2 separate regions of the Mus musculus genome follow, and region 1 is linked to region 2. The links are chromatin contacts, called in public promoter capture Hi-C maps. All regions are on one chromosome and are shown on one strand. Each heading gives the region's core, a stretch centred on a gene start, on an enhancer-like site or on the middle of the called end of the contact. The rest is flanking DNA. Distances are from core to core; before and after follow the strand shown. Region 1 overlaps Tbx4 (T-box 4). Region 2 overlaps Bcas3 (breast carcinoma amplified sequence 3).

Evidence for each region. Promoter capture Hi-C pulls out the DNA fragments that hold promoters and counts their contacts.
Region 1: a promoter capture Hi-C map of second pharyngeal arch cranial neural crest shows a contact between it and region 2. The contact joins two enhancer-like sites. A contact is called at or near these places in 3 of 39 promoter capture datasets (the C10 cell line, cranial neural crest and second pharyngeal arch cranial neural crest), 2 of 115 datasets of contacts at active chromatin or transcription factors (embryonic basal ganglia and embryonic stem cells) and 1 of 9 other capture datasets (embryonic stem cells).

The regions. Positions count from the first base shown.
Region 1 is chr11:85,913,826-85,920,432 of GRCm38.p6, forward strand. It overlaps Tbx4 (T-box 4), which reads left to right. Exons shown (of 9, transcript NM_011536.3): 9 at 304-2,272. The coding sequence ends at 920. Among named protein-coding and RNA genes, the nearest start is that of Tbx4, 31 kb to the left of the region's middle. Within about 2 kb of position 3,381, at least 41 of the 459 cell types and tissues checked have an H3K27ac peak or open chromatin away from gene starts, as enhancers often do.
Region 2 is chr11:85,388,014-85,394,621 of GRCm38.p6, forward strand. The region is part of intron 5 of Bcas3 (breast carcinoma amplified sequence 3); the gene reads left to right. Among named protein-coding and RNA genes, the nearest start is that of Bcas3, 38 kb to the left of the region's middle. Within about 2 kb of position 5,043, at least 96 of the 459 cell types and tissues checked have an H3K27ac peak or open chromatin away from gene starts, as enhancers often do.

The DNA of each region.
Region 1 (6,607 bases), core at 2,131-4,630, 520 kb after region 2:
TTGGCAAAGGATCAGAGCCGAGTGCTGCCCGATGCAGCACATCCCTCGGTGTCCAGGGATGTGGTGTCCCCCTTGGCCTTTGGCAAGGGTCCATAAATTGACCGCTTCTTGGTCATTGCCACCTTATAAAAGCTGCAGCTTATTCAAATGGTTCTGGGAGTGCCAGGCAACATGGGGGACCAGGGTGGGTGCTGAGTGAAAAGGGCAGGATGTCCTGGCATGTGGGGGTGGGGCTGGGGAGGACACCAGGCCCTGGGCTGGCGGGAACGGCCTCTTTCTGAGCACTTCTCTCTCTTTCGGCAGACAGTGCCCGCCACCTGGACTTGCCCTGCAAGCGATCCTACCTGGAAACCCCCTCTTCAGTGGGGGACGATCACTATTTCCGTTCTCCCCCTCCCTACGACCAGCAGATGCTGAGCCCTTCTTATTGCAGTGAGGTGACCCCCAGAGAAGCCTGTATGTACTCGAGTTCGGGGCCTGAGATCGCAGGGGTGTCAGCCGTGGACGACCTGCCCCCACCCCCACTGAGCTGTAACATGTGGACGTCGGTGTCGCCATACACCAGCTACAGCGTTCAGACCATGGAGACTGTGCCTTACCAGCCCTTCCCCGCACACTTTACTGCCACCACAGTGATGCCTCGGCTGCCCACCATCGCCGCCCAGAGCGCCCAGCCACCAGGAAATGCCCACTTTAGTGTGTACAATCAGCTATCCCAGTCTCAGGTCCGAGAGCGGGGGCCCTCTGCTTCCTTCCCTAGAGAGCGTGGCCTCCCTGGGATGTGTGAGAGGAAGCCACCCTCACCTCACCTGAACACTGCCAACGAGTTCCTCTACTCACAGAGCTTCTCCTTGACCCGGGAGTCATCCTTACAGTATCATTCAGGGATGGGGACTGTGGAGAACTGGACCGATGGATGACGAGACTACCTGTATCCTTAACAGCCCCAGGGCCATGTCAATCCAGTGTTAATCTCTGTGGGTGGCCAGCACTGCCAAGAAACATGGAAAGGTATTTCAGAATGTGTGTGTGTGTGTGTGTGTGTGTGTGTGGTGTGTGCGCGTGCTTGAACTTCTACACACATGTGGTCAGAGAGCATCTGTCTTCTGACATGCAACTAAGGCCAAAACAAGAAAAAAATGCAATTATCTAAGAAGTGACTTTGGCTACAGGAGCCGAGTCCACCATTAGCTGACATCTCTTGGCATGCCCTGGGTGGGATAGAAGTAGAGGGCTCAGGAGTCACCTGGAGCTTTCTGAAATGTACTTTGGTTTTACTCAGGGGCCAAGTGAGATCTCTGGCACAGGGAGGGCCTTTCTTTTGCCTGGGTAGGGGTGGGGTATCCATGCTTACCATAGACTCCCTGGTCTTCCACCAGCACGGGGAGCTGCCACTTTGGGGAACAGAAGCACCCCCTTCCCTTAGCTTCTGGAGATTGTGTTGATACTACCTGAGCCTTAGAGTGTTTTGAGAGTGGAGTTGGCCTGGACTTGGATTCTTGAAGCCCCAGGGTCTGAAGCATGACTTTCAAAAAGGAGTCATGCGCCATCACCTCATGATTCGTACAGAGTCCCTCCCCTCCCAGTGCTAGCATGTGGCCTCCCTCTCAGCCTGGGAGACACCGTCTGCATCCCAGGATGGGCAGTCAGACGCCCCTTACCCGGCAGTGTCCCTTGGAGATCTCACTGGACTGATGTCACATATCCGCTGGACTGGCTCTGCTCCCAGAAAACCTACATACATGCCTGGAGCGAGGATGCCGGCTGGCAGAAGATGGACAGCTGAGAGAAAGTACTTGAGTGTTCAAGCTCAGAGGAGCATATCATCCCTTCAGAGTAGGGAGGGGAGTATCCTTGGTCCATCAGCATCACACGTCACCAGAACGTCAGGGCGGCCGGTATGAACTCTGGAGATCACTAAACTCTTTGCATGCTGAATAGCTATTTATATATTATATAAATAAATAAATATATAAATAAATATATATCTCACAAATGCGGGCCACATGTCAAATTCAGCTTTGCTTTTTTTACAAATAAACTTACTGAAAACAAATGCTGAAGGAAGTATTTGGAAAGACATCTATTTAAATTTTTATTACGTTTGATGTTAAAGATAAAACATATATATATATTATAAATGCACACTGCAGATAAAGCTTTATTAGAAAACACACTAGCTGACAGGCGGTATGAAACTTCAAGTGTTTTTGATATATAGCATGGACATTTTGTTTTGCATATTGGAACATAAAGCCATCTTACAACTGTGAAGTGTGTGTTTGTCCTTTGTTAACATCTTGCCGTTGCCTGGCAATAGTGTCTGCCTTTCCTTTCAAGTGGGTGGGGCCTCGGTGCCTCTCTGTTTGTAACCATGGGCCCTCAGAGTGAAGTTCGTTCAAAGTCTCCTCCATCTCGTGTTCCTCCCTGGGTTACGGGGCTAGGTTCACAAAGACCCCTGAAAAGCAGAACAGGCAGGCAGTGTGGCTCTCATCTCTGTTAACATCAGCACAAGCCTGCAGTTGGGGGGGGGGACCGTCTCCTAAGTAGAGAGCCTCTGATGCTCTTTGTGCACTTGTTTCTGAAGAGTAACTGTAGCTTTGAGCCTCGGTCTGGCACTTCCTGGGGCAGCTGGCTGTGCGAAGCTGTCAGCCAACTTCATCCTCATAAATATGAAGAGAAACCCTGGCCTCAGGATGGAGGGATTGAGGGAGAGGAACTCCAACTTGGGCTTTTGCCACATCAGGTGAAGAAAAGGAACCCGCAGAGAGGTGACAGCCATGCATGGACAAGTGTCTATGTGACTCTCACCCACACGCTCGTCCATCCCCTAAAATGTTCTCTCCAGCACCATGGTCTCCACTTAAGATGGTCATGAAACTCAGAGAGGCCAGAAGAGGGATGCTTTTAAGGCCTCTTGCCCTGGCTCTGCCTTGTGGCTCTGTGGGACCTCTGGTCGGCAGCTTTGTATTACTCCCTCACAGACAAAACCTGGATTTGGCTCAGGGACAGGGAAGATGGCTCTTCACTCCCAGGTCCCTGCCTGTATCTTTCCAAAGATGGTACCCTGCCAGGATGCTCCCCGCCCCCCCCCCCCCCCCTGGAACTCGGAGGGCTGGGTGTGCGTTCCTAGATTCTCTCTAAGCACCTACTCGGCTCAGTAAGAGAATCGTCTCAAAAGAGGTGTTCAGCTTTGAGCAGCCCACAGAGTCCTCCTGACTTTCTGGGAAGCATAAGCTACCCTGGCTGCCCCACCTGGGCATGGCAAGAGCAGGGCCTGCAGTGGGATTTGTGGAACTTTTCCTGCCCCTCTGAATCAACAACTCAATAAAAAGGGTGCACATGGGACCCCGTGGAACAAAGGGCACCATTCAGTAGCACCAGCAGGCCATACATCATCGGCTCAGAAGCCTGCCACATGACACTGCCTGCTTCTGCTGTGCCCTGCTTGGGGAGGAAAAAAATAGCCGATTACTGCTCCATTCTGTGGCCAGTAATCCCAGGGTTCCACTATAGCCAAGGGCTCAAGGCCTCGGCCTCGGGCAGCTACCCCACAACCCTCTGCAACGGAAGGTCCTAGAATCACAAAGAAGAAGTTGGGTCAGACTGACAAATTGTTAAAAAACCAAAGCGATTTCTTGCCTCAGCAGGGCCTCGGGGGGTCAAGAGGCCTCTACTGGCTCCTCTAATGGAGCCTGCTAGAGGAGTAGCCATGCAGTGTCTTATCTTACAACATAAAATTAAAACCCACTTAAAAGGCCGGAGGGCATGTTAACATTCCGCCTGCTGTCTAATTGAAGGAGTTCCCAGTGCAAAGGATTTTACTTGAAAGATGTCTCCCTCCAAGCCTGGCTCTCCTGCCTGCTAGGGCAGGGGTGGCAGGGAGGGAGAGATTGTCATTTCAAAGAGCTCAGGCCAGAAAAGCACTGCTTGTGGCCCCCAATGATGGAGGTGGGGCCGGGGCGGGGTGTGTGTGTGTGTGTGTAGGGAAGGGGCAGGTGGTGACAGCCAAGGTTAGAACAGGCTAAGTTTTCTAGTTTTGCAAAATTTACAAATTCATTAGCAGTTATGTCAGCAGAGGCCAGACTCAATTCAGGTAATGATTCAAATATGGTGAGCCCCACAGCCAAAACCTGGCAGCCTCTGTGGCCCAGAGGTTCCTACTCCACCCCCACCCCCAAAGCAACCCCTATGCAAATCTCTCACAGGTCTCCAAGGCATACGGAATCAATCAGGGACATCCTGTCAAGGGTGGTGAACTTGCACTGGCTATCCTGAGTAATGGGAACCAGTCAGCCCCAAGCCGGCTGGGACTGAAAGCCAAGGTGACAGCTATTAAGCAATCGCGCGCAGAACAAAATGGCAGAGGGGCCCGGGTAATCAATTCAATTTCAATGGGCAGCCCTCGCAACTGCAGCGTCTGTCGCTGCCGATTAGAGAAGGCCAGCCTGGAGCTTTCAATGCAAGCCCATCACAGATCAGAAACAGGCCCCGGGATGAAAAGGGAATGGACGTCTCCTGAGGAGCCTGCGATGAAGGACTCTGTTTTATGTGACCGTGTTCTTCCTCCTTTCCTTGAAGAAAGAGAAGGGGGAAAAAAGCCAGCAGTTTGGAGATTAGATAGTTTTCTTTTCAGCCATTCATCATTATGAAGGAAAGTAGACAGGGCAAGAGCAGAAAAAGCTCCAGCGGGATTTCTGCAACGTCTCACTGCGAAGGACCGACTTTATACAGCAGCCCACCAGCCCCTGCCGATTACCGCAGTCTGATGGGGCCTGCAGAGCATCCAGGGTCCCTTTTCTCCAACAATGGCAAACAGGCCCCAGGGCTCTGAGGATCACAGGCATTCTCTTGCAGAAACTCCAAACTGTATCATTTGTGAAAATTAAAGCCTGCGCTAGAATAATGAGGCGGAGAGGGACACGGAGGAGAAAAAGATGGGAGGGTTGTGTGGAGCTCAGCAGGTAGGACACAGGAAGTGCCCACTCCCACTTTTCCTGGACCAAGGTCAGAGCCGCCAGACTCCTCTATTGCATCTGCTGCCTATCAACACTAATCCTAGCCTGATGGCAGCCAGCAGCAAAATTCTAGGTTCAGATTTGGTTGCTCTAGTCTCTGCTATGGGGACCTCTGGACACAGAACAAGGGATGCCCGTAGGCACAGAAGCCAGGAGAGAGCAGCCAGTGTAGGGCTATAGAGAAATGGATGAAGCTAGTGAGCAAGGACACTGGGATGCAGAAATAGGAGGGGAGGGGCCAATCTGGAGGCAATGTTAGAACGGAGAGCTCTCGGCTGGGCTGGGGATGAGGGAGAAAGGGCTGACATAGAGAACCAGAAAGAGAGGTGCCAGCTCTTACAACAAGAATTACAAAGATGATTAAACCAACCTCATAGCAATGCAAAATGCACAGAGTGGCAGATTGCCACTCCTGTCTAACAATTAGTAAAAGAAAGAAAAGAAAGGGGAGCCTTTAATGGTTATTAAACTAGTTTTTATAGTTTAATAACCATTATAATAGACTGCTAGTTTTTCTGGAAAAAGCAATTTGGTAGCCTGGACAATGACTCTAAAAGTATTCGCAGCTTGAGAGAATAGCTGGAGATGAGTTCACAGCGGGATGTCGGATACTGTTCATTGTACTATCAATTTTTTTAAATGTCCCCACCGGCAGAAAACAAATTGGTAAATAATGATTGCTTCGTATTCTGGGATATGATGCTGCCAATGGAATTATAATCACAAAGTCTTTAATGGCACGGGAATGGACTGATAATTAAGTAAATAGGAGAGGCATAATAGAATATGGTCTCCAGAACAGAATAATTAAGTAAATAGGAGAGGCGTAATAGAATATGGTCTCCAGAATATTTAGGTTATAAAAAAAATTGGGGTAGCCAAACTGTATCATTATGTAGTAATTAATAAGTGAATAAAACACACTTTTCTTTTCTTTTCCTTTTCCTTTTTCTTTTCTTTCTTTCTTTCTTTTTTTCTTTTCCCGAGACTGGGTTTCTCTGTGTAGCCCTGGCTGTCCTGGAACTCACTCTGTAGACCAGGCTGAGGCTGTAGAACTCAAAAATCTGCCTGCCTCTGCCTCTGCCTCTGCCTCTGCCTCTGCCTCTGCCTCTGCCTCTGCCTCTGCCTCTGCCTCTGCCTCTGCCTCCCAAGTGCTGGGATTAAAGGCATGCACCACCACTGCCTGGCTGGGCTTCTTTTCTTAGGTGAAAAAAGTGAGTGATGATGTGGTCTCCCATTTTTATACAGCACAGAACCCAGATCAGACCTATGTGTGCGCACATGCACTTTTGTGGGCGTGGCATCCACATGAACGAGCACGAGTCAGAGGTAGATGATGCAGAAAGGACCCATTTCAGAGTTCTCATCCATCTTTCTGTTACAAAAAGCACACAAGCACCCCTGCAATTACAAATATAACAAAAAACAAACAAACAAAAGAAAAGTAAGGTAATTATAGAATTCCTTGCAGAACTAAAACAAACTGCCCAAATGCTGGGAGCAATAGTCGCAGGAAAAGGCCCCTGCTGGAGACTCAACTGGACAGGCTGCCTTGGGGGACTGCCCCACGTCCTTTCTTCTAACTCACT
Region 2 (6,608 bases), core at 3,793-6,292:
CCTTGCTGTGTGTGATTTGGGCAGTAAGAGTAAAACTCTGTAAGGAACACAGTTTTGCTGTCGACTTCTTCCCAAGGTGGAGTTAGAGCTGTTCACTTGACCACTCTGAGACAAATGGAGTTTTTGATTTAAAGGCAAAATGTGCTTGAGGTAACCTGAGAAATTCTGTGTTCCAAGTCTCATGGCTCACATAAAAATTCAGATTTTGGATGTTGGGAAAATAGCTCAGTTTTTTCCATGTAAGCATGAGGCCCCGAGTTAAATCCTAGGCACCCATGTGAAAAACTGCCTTGAACTATTTGTAGTTCTTGTGTTGTGTAGGCAGAGAAAGGCAGATCCTGGGTCTTAGGCTCAGTGGCCAGCCTAGCCACACTCTCCCCCAACCCATACCCATCAGAGGGTGGGGCCTGGGCGCTAGCTCAGTTTAGGATTACCTTGAATTCTCTGTGTATCTCAATTTGGTTTTGACACTGTGTCAGTCTTCCTACCTTACCTTCTCAGTATTGGGGTTATAATGATATGTCACCATGCCAGAAGCCATTCTGTATCCCTTGGTGATGCCCAGCTCTGCATCTTTCTCCACCTGCCTCTCACATGCTAGGTTTTAGTTGTCTGACACCTTTGCCTGCTTCTTATACCTGCGACAGTCTTTAGGATTTTATCGATCTTTTCTCAGAACCAGCTTTTGATTTCATTGATTTTTTTTTCCCCCATTGATTTCCTTTTTTCAATTTTATTGATTTCATTTCTAATTGATGTTTACTTGTGCCTACTTGCTTTGATTTGGTTCTTTTCTCATTTCATAGGTAGTTTTAAGTTTCACAGTTAGAGCCTCTTTTTCAGCTCTGTGCATTTAGTGGTATGGATTTCACTCTGTGACTGCATACCACTAGCTTCAATTGGTTTTTATTTTCATTTAGTTAAAAATGTTTTCAGGCTCAGCTTGGTGACACATGCTTATAATTCGAGCACTTGTGAGGGTCAGGAGTTCGAGGACAGTGTGGGTTACATTAGACCCTGGCTCAAATAAAAACAGAGAAAATAAACCATAAACAAAATATTTTTTAAAAAATTTGAAACTTTCTTCTTTGAACTTTGTGTTGTTTATAATTTGGTTGCTTAATCTCACTAGTGTTTTGTTATTTTCCAGATGTCCTGCTGTTACTAATTTCTTATGTCGTTCCATTGTAAGTGGGTTTCTGTGGTTTCTGTTCCCTTAAGCTTGTTTAGGTGTATTTATCATCTATAAGGTGAATACCTCAAGTTTCACAGTTTCTTTATCAAGCACAGTGTCACTAAACCTAACCTCAGGGTGGCAGGAGATTGGTTCTTCCTGTATTTAGAATTAAGTTAAGGATTTGTCTTCCTCAGAGATGCTGAGATGAGTCTCTGCATCTAATTGGTGTTGTGTGCTGTCTTATCTGCCTCTGTACATGACACATTCAGGATCTCACTTGAGAATCATCTGGCATCACAAACTCATAGTAAATGCTGTTAGCTTATATACTTGGTTTGGGGCTGACTGGCATATGCACAGGTTGCCTTCATGCTTTTCATTCATGAGCTACATAAATCTCTTATTTCAGTTCTCTATTAGATTGGCTCACATCAATGGCTCACCAGAGTGGGAACAAAAAGAACCCTCATACTTTGCTAGTGGACTTGTGAAGTGATGTGACAACGTTGGAAAACAGTCTTGCTAATCTATGAAAGCTGTGTTTATGCCTTCCTCTGTGTTTTACAAACACTATTGATTTGTGTTGTGTATCCTGCCTGCTTGTATGTGTGTACATCATTTGTACAAACTTGTGCTCATAGAGGGCATTGGATCCCCTGGGACTGAGGTTACAGATAGCTGTGAGAAATCAGGTTGGTGTTAGGAATCAAACCTGAGTCCTCTTTGAGAGCGGTCAGTGATTTTAACTGGAGCCTTGTTTCATGCTCTGGTCTTTATTTTCTTATTTTATTTTTAAAAGATTTATTTTATTTATATGAGTATGTAGCTGTCTTCATACACACCAGAAGAGGGCATCGGATCCCATTACAGATGGTTGTGAGCCACCCTGTGGTTGCTGGGATTTGAACTCAGGACCTCTGGAATAGTAGTCAGTACTCTTAACCACCGAACCATCTCTCCAGCCCCTGCTTTTTATTTATTTTATTTTATTTTTACATCGAGACAGGGCTCACTGTGTAACCCTGGCTGGCCTGGAACTCAATGGTTCACCTGCCTCTGCCTCTTGAATGCTGAGTTTAATGGCATGTTTTACCATGCCTGACATATTTTTAATTTTTATTTAAGCATCTCTGTATTTGTGTATACATGGTGATATCCACAAAAGCCAACAAAAGGCATCAGATATTCTATTACAAGAACTGTGTATGAGTGCTGGGAATGAAACTCTGGTCTTCTGCAAGAGCAATAAGTGGTCTTAATTCCCGAGAGGTCTCTCCAGCCCCTTGATCATCTTGAAAATGGAAGCAACTATATTGATAGGTCTCTGCAGAGGGCTACATACACATATTCACTGGAGCCATCTGCAGTAATATCACAGTTGTGTAATCTGTGTACTAGGTACGACTGTAAAACAGTACAGATGGCCTAGATCTTATTTAACTGTAACTAAGGAACAAATTGGGAACTTGTTATAGGTAGTTCAGAGGACAGTGTGAAGATCTGGAGGCAGTTAGGGATGTGGACATTCAATCTAATAAATGCAAACCTCATTAATATCCTCTTTGTAATAACACGCGTTTGGGCTGGAAAGTAGCTCACTGGACAGTGACTGCCCAGCAGGAGCAGTGGGCTTGCCTTCCTATCTGGGATCAGTCTCCAGTGTCCTCCCTTCCCCGTCAAAGGTTAAAGCAGGCTAAAAAATACTAACAACAGTAAGCTTTTTGTACTCTGGTCTTCCTGTGTCGCCAAATATGGCTTTTAGCTTATATGTAAGAGATTCTCCTGCTACAGCCTCTCGATTGCTACAGGTGCAGGCACTGCTCCTGTAGCAGGTTCAGAGCAGGTCAAGTTGTCTTTTTACCAAAGTTTATTTGCATGTCTGTTTAGCAAGAAGTTGCAGGGCAAGAGATGTGGCTCATGGTTGAGTCCTTCCTGGTGTGTACAAGGTCCTGGGTTCAATTTCTAAAAACTCAAAGAACCATTACTGTCAGTTTTTGATATTTAGTATTGTACAGTATTGTAAAATAGCACAAATAAAGTGGTATAGATTGCTGTAAATTAGATGACATCATGGTGGCCTGGCAGGTAGTCCACTGGAAGAATTAGTGAATTCTTATATAATTTTTCTTGATTTGTTTGTACGATTGTTTGGTGGAATTAGATATTGATCCTAGGGCCTCACGTTACATAATCATCCCCACACTGCGCTGTATCCTCGCACTGTTTATTAACAATGTTGTTTTTGAGATAGGTTCTCACTAAGTCGCCTTGGTGATTTTTGATGCCACTCTGTATAGTCCAGCAGGCAGAGCCTGAACCTGTGACCAAGAAACACAAGACTTGGGTCTTCTGAGTAAGATCACAGTAATGCTCATCAGCCCAGCTGCCTTTGTTTGGTTTTCGTTTTTTGAGACAAGATTTTGTTCCACAGCCCAGGTTGCCCTTGAAACTGTAATTTCAAAGGTTTCAGCATTCAAGTGCTGGGTTATTGGTGTGTATCATTATGTCCAACTTTCTCTTGTGTTACTGTGGTGGCCAGGAAGCTGGAATTCTGCTGGGTCCAAACTAGAAATGTATTAGAGGCCTGTCAGTGGTGGGATATGTAAAATCATAGTGTTTTCATCCAATGAAAGAAAGACTTGTAATCATATTCATTGACATGAATTAATTTATAATCATAGTAATGTGGAAGAGGTTCTATAAGAGTATACTATATGACCCCAGTTACACTGTGTCCAGTAATGCAAATGTGTGCCCAGTCTTGAAAGTTAAGATTGTGGCTATAACCGGGGAGGGATGTGGCAAGCCTTCTGAAGCCTTGTAACTTTTTGTTGTTTTATTTATTAATTTTTTTGGAGATAGAGTGTCAACTTTTAGTCTGAGCTGGTGTGAAATTTCTTGTATAGGCAAGCTTGGCTTCCAAGATGTGGTCAAGATTCGCCTGCCTCTGCATTTGTTACCAGCCTAATTTTTTTGAGGTGTATGTCAGTAGCATAGATGCTTTATGGAACATTCATTAGCCTGTACATGTATAACTGATGACACGTACATTTTAAATAGAAAGCTGTCTGTCAGTAGAGTTTGCCAAAAAAGTCTTTGGATTCTAGTTCTCTGTCTCTGTAGAGCAGAGCACTGTGTGTGTCCTGGGGCTCACCCGGGATCCATTCTGTTGTCCGTGACACGCCAGGGTTTCAGAGCAGGCTGGCTCTCAGAGGTCTCCCAGATGATTCTGTGTGTGGATCGCTGTCTTTTGCACTGTAATTTCCTTTTCCTTAGGTTGAGTTGTGAGATTCTAAACTTGTATTCCCCAACTCCCTTCCAGTTTGGTATGTAATTTGCATATTTTCACCATGCGAAAGCTATTTTCTATGGTTGGAAAAGATTTTTTTTCCTACAGTGTGAACAAATCATTCTTTGTTCTCCTTATTGTGCCTTCAAACTGGTACGTCCGGTTTATGCCCTAAACAACAAAAGTCTGTCATCAGAAATTAAATGCCAGCAGGACAAAGGCGGAGACCAGGAGGAACTCTGGGAGGGAGCGGCCTCCTGTGTACCCTCCTCTCCAGCCTGGAGTCCTGGGTCCACTCTCTCGTGCCCCTGCTGTTCAGTTTAGAAGTAAGCTTGCAGCTCACTTTTCAGGCCACACGCTCTCCCTCATTGAGATTCTTTGCCATTTTCTAAGATCTTTTTTTCTGGGAAACCCAAAAGTAGTTTTGACTGAGTTAACCTTGTTTTGGTATTTATTTGAAAGCAAAGTTACCCATGAACATGCTGGATGAAAGTATTAGAGGCAGCTGGGAGCCATCCCCGTCTGTGTGCTTTCTGATGTGAAGGCCCTGTCTGGCTATGCCGAGTAGTGCTGTCTGCGCGCAGTGTTGTTCTCATGTAGGATTTTCACGGATGGTTGGAGGGTTCTTTCCCGGGAGGCTGATACTTGCGACTTACGTTCTGCAGTTAGAACTATGCTTCTGATTTCAGCAGCATAGAGTCAGGCGTCTAGGATGTCCCCAGCTCTCTGTGTATGGCACAGTGCCTCCTCCATTCCCTTTCCTAGGCTGTACCTGAGGATTCTAGCTCAGCTCCCCAACTCAGTGCGGGCTCCCGCAGTGAATGTGGGGGTGCATTTTTGTTATCCTCCTGGTTTTTGTTCTCACCTGTTGCTGTACATGTAAAGATGTGTTCAGGTTAGAATAAGGAGGTTGCTTTGTTTTGAAAATTGTTTTATTGTAAAGCTTCATGTGTTTGGATTTTTTCTATGTTTTCTGCTCTAGTGTATTAAATTCAGTGAGGACAAACGTATTGCAATTATGTTGAGAGATCTTAAAACAATAGTATATTGGAGCACAGAGGCTCAGGGTAATAAGATTATATTTTTTAACGTTAGAATTTTGTTAGATCGAGCCACAAATGCCTGCTCAGGCCCATGGAAATGAAAGCACAGAACAGGAGATTTCGTGTTCACATTGTAGTTTGTTATGTGTGTAAATTTCACAAGTGCGATTTTTCATTACCCTTCTTATTACAACTGTAAGTTTTACCTTATTTTTAATTCTATGAAAATAGACTTATTTTTTTATCTTTACTGTATTTTCAAAATGTAATTGCTTACTCAACATTCTCTGCTTTGCCCTTCTTTGTTTATTCTCAAGAGGTGGAGACTCAGAACTTAACAACACATCTTTAATAGAAGTAGGCAATACCATTTCTTAGTCCATTCATATATGTGTGTCTAGAAACCAAAGAAGTGGTACATTTTAAGATTTCAGAAAAATGTTTGATTGCTGCATTGGGTGGAAGATTTCACCAAATAATTTCTTCCAGTTTTTTATTAAACAGTTTCCTTCTTATCTGTTGTTATAAGATGGAGACTTGAGAGCCCCACTGTGTTTTGCTCATGGATTTTGTTACCGAAATGAAAGGCTTGTGGAGCCCTGCAACCCAGGCCTGCTTTCTGACTTCTTAGAGCCTTTGGGTAGGTGGTGCTGTTGTAGCACTGTCTGGGCTGGGGTTCCTCATGGGAATATTTACAGGAAAGGAAAACCCTGCAGCTCACAGCTCTAAAGGGTACATAGGAGAGCCGCGGAAGATGTGAGTTCTTTCTCTCTGTAAGAGCTCCTCTGAATATATGTTTACTTTGGAAGGTTGGCCAGCCCTTTATAATGGATAGATTCTTGGAATTCTAAGCCACTTGTTGAGGAAAGCCTATTAGAAAATCAACAGTGTGAATCTTCTATGAGATACTTCTTTTGTCTATTAGATTTCTTGAGTCTTTAGGACCAGTTTTATAATGTGTACAGTTTTTTATGATGTTGTATATTTTTTCCATCAAACATTGGGTAGTTACTGCAGTGTGTTAGAGACCCTATTAATAACACCTCCCACAGTCAGCCTAGAAAATTGTTACTTGCTAATTCTATTTTAATGTGCTCAT